2 separate regions of the Rattus norvegicus genome follow, and region 2 is linked to region 1. The links are chromatin contacts, called in public Hi-C maps. All regions are on one chromosome and are shown on one strand. Each heading gives the region's core, a stretch centred on a gene start, on an enhancer-like site or on the middle of the called end of the contact. The rest is flanking DNA. Distances are from core to core; before and after follow the strand shown.

Region 1 (3,214 bases), core at 507-3,006:
CTGTCTATACCAAATAGTCTTTCTGTTGGGAGTTCTTTAAGACACTCGAAAAATCCTTATCTCTCAAATTCAACTCACAGGCTGTAGGCTGCTAGTGACTGTTTTCATCAAAAGCTCACAGTAAAACATATAAGTGCAGTTCAGCAAGGTGATTTCTGCAAGGCTGGAGTCTGAGTCATCAGATCTTGCCTGTTTTGCTTCTAAGACTGCAAAAATGCAACTGAGCATGATACACCTGTAGGGGCTTCACCTCAAAACTACTGTAAATGCTGGAGTTTTAACTTGAATTATTTAAGGAGATTTGCAAGCACTTCCAGCTTAATAAAGAATCCATGTTAAAATGCTCAAGGAGAGTAGTTCTTGCACAAAAGCTTTTCCCACTTTTTAGGCTAATTACTGTAAATGGCTAATGAGATCCCATACTTAGTTAAATCTTTAGCTCAGATTACATTCCATAACTTTATAGAATATGGCACTTGAGATTTCTAGCTTTTTTCCCCTAAATTAATGATGCTGTCTGAAGGCTAGACGCTGTGGTTATTCCTTAATTTTTATATCACCTATTAAAAACAACAGAAATAAGGTGAACGACGGTGATAGTGGTGCACGCCTTGAATCCCAGGAGTTGGGAGGCAGAGGCAGGCAAATTTCTGAGTTTGAGGCCAGACTGGTCCAGAGCTACATAGAGAAACCCTGTCTTGAAAAACCAAAAGCAGAAAACAAATAAGTAAACAACCCCCCCAAAAACAACAAAACAAAGCAACGAAACCAAAACTACAAAGAAACAAAAACAACAGAAATAAGTCCAACCTTTTCTACACCACCATTATTATAGCCTTCCAGATAAAAATTTTCTGTAAGTTCTACCAAGCTTTAATACACTCTGGTTTTCTTTTTAAATAAACATCTTTAAAGGTGCTGACCACATCTTAAATTGGTTCATAATCAATTTGGCTCATTCTGTTTTATAAAGACTGGTATATTCACAAAACGACTATTTGCCTTCTATGGCCAAACATAGTGGGACACAATTACATTAGGCAACCCAAGGGAGGGTATTCTGTGCTTAATCACTAGTCCTAAGTTACCAGCTGTAGCTTCATCACCAGTTTTTCTTGGGCCACGGGAAATATTTAGCGTTTCAGAGTGCATTTCTTCCTCCGTAATAGGGGCATTGGTTCCAGTTCCAACTTGTGGGGGCGTAGCTAGATTCACTCAGGAGGTAACGCTTGGCTTACAAAAGGTAGGTAGGCTAGCATCCTCGGCGGCACGTGCTGGGGTTGGGCGGCCGCGCAGACTTCCCCCAGGCTGCCTTGTGACGTGACGTAAGGGACCCACCCGGCCAGTGTCCTCCAATATCCCGGACCCTGAATCACCGCCGCCGCCCAGAGGCCGCCCTGGGGTGACAGGAAGAGGGGCAGTACCGGCGACGCCCTCCCGCACCCAGCCTGGGGCCGCAGAAAGACGGAGAAACGGCGGCCGAGAGGCCCCAAGCCCCGCCCGTCTGCGCCCGCGGCCCGCGCCCAAAGGGTTGGAACTTGACCTTGTTTGGACGTTGCTAGGAGACGCGGCCGCACGCGCGCGCGCGACCCCCTCGGGCAGGCGCGGCGTGAGGGGCGGAGCCGCGGCCGGTAAGCGAGGCTGGCGAGAGCACCGTTAGCCCGGCTGGCGCGCGGCGTCGGCCCGGCCGCCGTCAGGCCTCGCCGCTGCCCGGGGACAGACTCCCCGGCGGCTGACAGCCGCGGAGGCGGATCGACGGAGGACCGTCAGCCAGGTGAGTGGCGCGGGGTCATGCGGGAGAAAAGGCCGGCGGGTGGACGCCCTAGTGCCCGAGCGGCTCGGCGTCCGGAGGGACCGGCGAGGCCCAGCGAACCTCGGCGGACTGCGAGCTGAGGCGCGGTGGGCAACTCCCACCGTGTAGGGCCTTATCACTGTGGCCCGTGCTGCAGGTGCGCGAGGCGGCCGAACCTGCGGCCAGGACTCGCCCTCCGCAATACCTCGTTTCCCACTTAGGGCAACAGGTGGTGCCGGAGGGCCGAGAGCGAGCCCTGGCGCGGCCGTCCTGGGAGTGGCAGGCACCCTCGCCAATTAGGGCGCCGGGGCGGGAGTGGCATGGCCGCTCTGACACGGCGACCAATGGGATCGCCGGGCCTGGGTGGGCCGTGAGGGTGGGCGTGGCCAGAGACGGAGTCAGGGCTTCCCTGTGGGGTGGCCGCCAGAGCGGCGCGGAGGTCTCGGCTGAGAGGAGCTGTGGCGCGTTCCTCGCGCGGAGAGACACCAGCCAATGTTCCCCCATTGGAATCCGGACTCCAGCCGCGGAGGTGAGAGCTTTGGTGTCAGGGACGGAGCCAGGAAAGTGAGCCTGGAGACTCGGTGAGACCCGGTTAGATCTCCCAGATAGGACTGCCTTTTTGAGTTTTCTGCCAAGAAAAGGCACTTTGGTGGATAAGGTGATGGGCTCCAGATAGTGGTGACTGGGTTGTCTTTAGAACGAGCTTTTGAGGTTCGGGGGATCATAGAGAACAGAGAAAAGTACAGGTTCCAGCAGTTAGAGTGAAATCAAAGCCTTTCGGTGACAGTTATTCATCGTTTGTTTTGGATTGAGTGCAATTTACTATCTCATCTGGTGTGTTTACTCACAGCAAATTTTATTAAGTCCCTCATGTGCTTGTGCTTATTTTTTTGGCTAAAGTAGAGAAACCCCATTTTTTAATGTGTTCACAGTAATAACTTACTCATTTCCTCCCTAGCAATCGCGTAGCTCGATCGATCACCCAGGAAGAGAAATTGTAAGCAGATAAGAAGAACGCGTTCGGTTTGGGACACCATTTGCAGCTGGAAATGGGGAATGGACTGTCAGACCAGACTTCCATCCTATCCAGCCTGCCGTCCTTTCAGTCCTTTCACATTGTTATTCTGGGTTTGGACTGTGCTGGAAAGACAACAGTTTTATACAGGCTGCAGTTCAACGAATTTGTAAATACTGTACCTACCAAAGGATTTAACACTGAGAAAATTAAGGTAACCTTGGGCAATTCCAAAACAGTCACTTTTCACTTCTGGGATGTAGGTGGTCAAGAGAAATTAAGACCACTGTGGAAGTCATATACCCGATGCACAGATGGCATTGTGTTTGTGGTGGACTCTGTTGATGTTGAGAGAATGGAAGAAGCCAAAACTGAACTTCATAAAATAACTAGGATATCAGAAAATC
Region 2 (3,214 bases), core at 351-2,850, 160 kb before region 1:
TCAATGAATGTCAGCATTATGACACTGATTATACCTGTTAGTGTAAATGTTGAGAAACCACAAGCAATAATTGTCTTGTTTAGGCCATCAGATATGCTACTCTTAGAGATGGGGGTCAACAAAACATGCTTTCTCATTTGCGAGTGGTTACCAGTTTGACATAGCTTCTGGGGCTTAACTAAATATTTCCCAAATCCTAGTTGGGATTCTAAGATTTATGAAGTAAAGTTCAAGGAACGAAGTATATTTTTATCTTAATGAAATTAGTTTTTGTAGTTGAGTGAATTGGAAGCCTAGGGTTATAACTGTGTAGCCACCAGATGTCAGTATTGTTACAGGTTAATTTTCCATGTGGCCTTACATCCTGTGTGTATCGGGCTGCCTTTAGAGTGCTCAGTGTTCCCTGTATTCTGTGGGAGGATGTCCTGGTTCTTATGATCTTTCTACCTTCTCCATTAGGACTGGGCTCCTCAACTCTGCATTTCGATTAGTTATGGTTTTCTCTAACGGTCGCCATCTGTTGCAAAGAGAAATTTCCTTGACAAGGGATGAGGACTACACTTGTCTGTGGGTATAAGGGCACATGTTTAAAGTGCAGTCAGGGATTATGCTGATTAAGTGGTGGTTGAAGGTTCTCCTCCAAGACTCATAACTTCATTAGTCCTGACTAGTTGACTAGGTTCTTAGTACCAGGCATGACTCCTCTCATGGAGTAGGTTGCGAGTCCGATTAGAGATCTGTTGGTTATTGCCATGGCACACGTACCACTACTGCACCCATAGAGCTCTCATGCCACGTTAGTCATTGTTGTGGTTCATAGGCAAAAAGACAATTTTTGAGAGGTACTCTTTTGGATTAAATTTAAGACATGACTCTTGAGTAGAGGTGAGTTGTCATAAAGTTATGAGTATCACAGAAAAGAAACTGTCTGCATCACATTTTAACAGTACTTTTTATGAAGGCATATGGCTAAAAAGATAGTATCTTCAATTTGTCTTTGAGAAGGGGTCCGGCCTCGAATTTGATATATAATAGAGGTTAGCTTTGAAGTCTTAATTCTCCCTGCTCCATTTTACAAATATTGGAATCACAAGCATGCATCACCATACTTGGTTTAAGGTCTTACTATGTAGCCCTTGCCATCTGGAAGTTGCTATGTAAACCAGGCTGGCTTCAAACTTACATATATCCACCTACCTCTGTTTCTCAAGTGTTTGGACTGAAGATTTAAACAACCACATCTGGCCAAAATGGTAAATTTTTAAAATGATTTTTTAGTGTAACCACACCAATTCATTTACTTTGCTACTTATATTTATGTTAGACCTAAAAAGTTACATTTATGTGTGTGTGTGGGGGGGGTATATGATGTGTGGAGGTACATGGGTGTTCCAGTCAGTATGTGTGTGGAGGTCAGAGGACAACTTTTGATAGTCAGTTCTCTCCTTCCACAGTGGATTCTGGGGTTGAACTCAGGTCACTAGGTGTGCTTGGGAAATGCTATAACTAGTCTGATCTCTCTCTGTTTCTGTTGTTCTATCATTTTAAGACAGGGTCTCCAGTGTCCTATCCAGTTACTAAATTCTCTATGTAGCAAAGGATGACTTTAAACTTCTTTAAATATATTTTATTTATTATTCCTAGATGTATGTGCATGTCCATGTGTAAGTGGATAGATACATGTATGTCTATGTGTGAAGGCCAGAGGTTAGCTTCAGGTGACCTTCCTCAGGAACAAGTCATTTTACTTTTGAGATAGGCTCTCTGACTTTCCTTGGTACTCAGTAGTAGGGTAGGTTGGCCAGTGACAGGCATCCACCTGTTTCTGCTTTCTCAAGGCTGGGGTTATATAGGCATATGCAGTTACATCCAGCATTTTCACATGATGCTCTAGAAATTAAACTCGGGCTCTTATGTTTTCCTATCAAGCTGAGTCATTTCTCTCGAACAATTCATTTGTTTTTGAGACAGGGTCTCATTATGTAGTTCTGGCTGACTTGAATTTAGAATCCTGTATCAGCGTTGGAATTAAAATTGTGGGGGTACCATTATGTGGATTTTTAAAAATGTGTATGAGCGTTTGCTTGCATATGTGTGAGCATGTGTGGAATCCCAGAGGCCAGAAGATAACACTATTCCTACTGGAACTGGAGTTATTCACAGCGGTGAGCTGCCTATGTGGGTTGAACCCACATCATCTGCAAGAGCACCAAGTGCTCTTAACTACTGAGCTCTCTCTGGCTTCACAGCTTTTAAATCTACACAGTGACTTTGGCTTCTCTGCAGGTTTGGGAATGTTTCCAGTATTGTTGCTCATAGCACATTGGAACAAGACTCTTGTTTTTTTTTTCTTAACTAATTGTGAGAATTATCTTTAAGAAAAAAAATCACATAGAGACTCCTGCCTTTTTCTTGAAATGTGAACAACCACTATCTAGATTTTCTTTTTTTTTCTTTTTACTGTCTCACTTATTATGAATATCATTGATTCAGTAGATTGAAGGGTGAATGTTGTGAGGAATATTTCCCAAATCTCCTCCTCTCCTACTGGGAGCCCATGGGCACTCAGTTTAGTGAATCTAAATAATACATTCAAAGAAGAAGTTCTGACAAGAAGTCCTCCTCCTCCTCCTCCTTTTCTCTCTTTCTATCTCTCTCCCTCTTTCACTCCCTCCCCCATCTCTCCCTCTCCTCCCCCACCACTTGAGAAAACATGCTTTTATGAGGGTTTAAATAAGACTGTTGTGTAGTTTCCGAGGCCGAGGTGAACACGATGTTACTTGGTACACGGCTGAACATCCAAAGCACACAGTTGCCATCACTTGAGATAGGATCTCCTATACAGCCAGGCTAGCCTAGAAAGGATTATATAACTTAGAATTGCTATCGCCCCATCCCAGCTTCCTGAGTATAGGATTAGAGGGTGTGTGTGGCCATGCCTGGCTCTAAGCGAAGATTCCTAGTCAACAATTTAGAAAAAAAATAAATAAAAAGGAATTCCCATTAAAACTAATGCATATTTGCTTTTGCTGACTTCCTCTGTAGCACCTTCCATCAGACACACAGCAGGCAGCAAGGAATGTGTGCAGTGCATTTATGGATTGTGTGGAAAAAGTTTATGAAGACACACCCGAGTAGGTGAGCCAAGAACTCAGGAAATGTTGATGAATGCCTGTATCAACTCTTTAGGATTACTATTTAATTACACTTTCAA

Evidence for each region. A called contact is a pair of places that touch in the nucleus more often than the background predicts.
Region 2: a contact with region 1 is called in a Hi-C map of the Rat2 cell line, with 4 times the contacts expected there. The contact joins the enhancer-like site here to the promoter of Arl4a in region 1.

Annotation. Positions count from the first base shown.
Region 1 is chr6:62,809,839-62,813,052 of GRCr8, reverse strand. It overlaps Arl4a (ADP-ribosylation factor like GTPase 4A), which reads left to right and starts at 1,756. Exons shown (of 2, transcript NM_019186.1): 1 at 1,756-1,774; 2 at 2,751-3,214. The coding sequence starts at 2,842. The region is part of intron 1 of LOC120093247 (60S ribosomal protein L29-like); the gene reads right to left.
Region 2 is chr6:62,966,852-62,970,065 of GRCr8, reverse strand. The region is part of intron 1 of LOC120093247 (60S ribosomal protein L29-like); the gene reads right to left. Among named protein-coding and RNA genes, the nearest start is that of Lsmem1, 20 kb to the left of the region's middle. Within about 2 kb of position 1,600, at least 2 of the 93 cell types and tissues checked have an H3K27ac peak or open chromatin away from gene starts, as enhancers often do.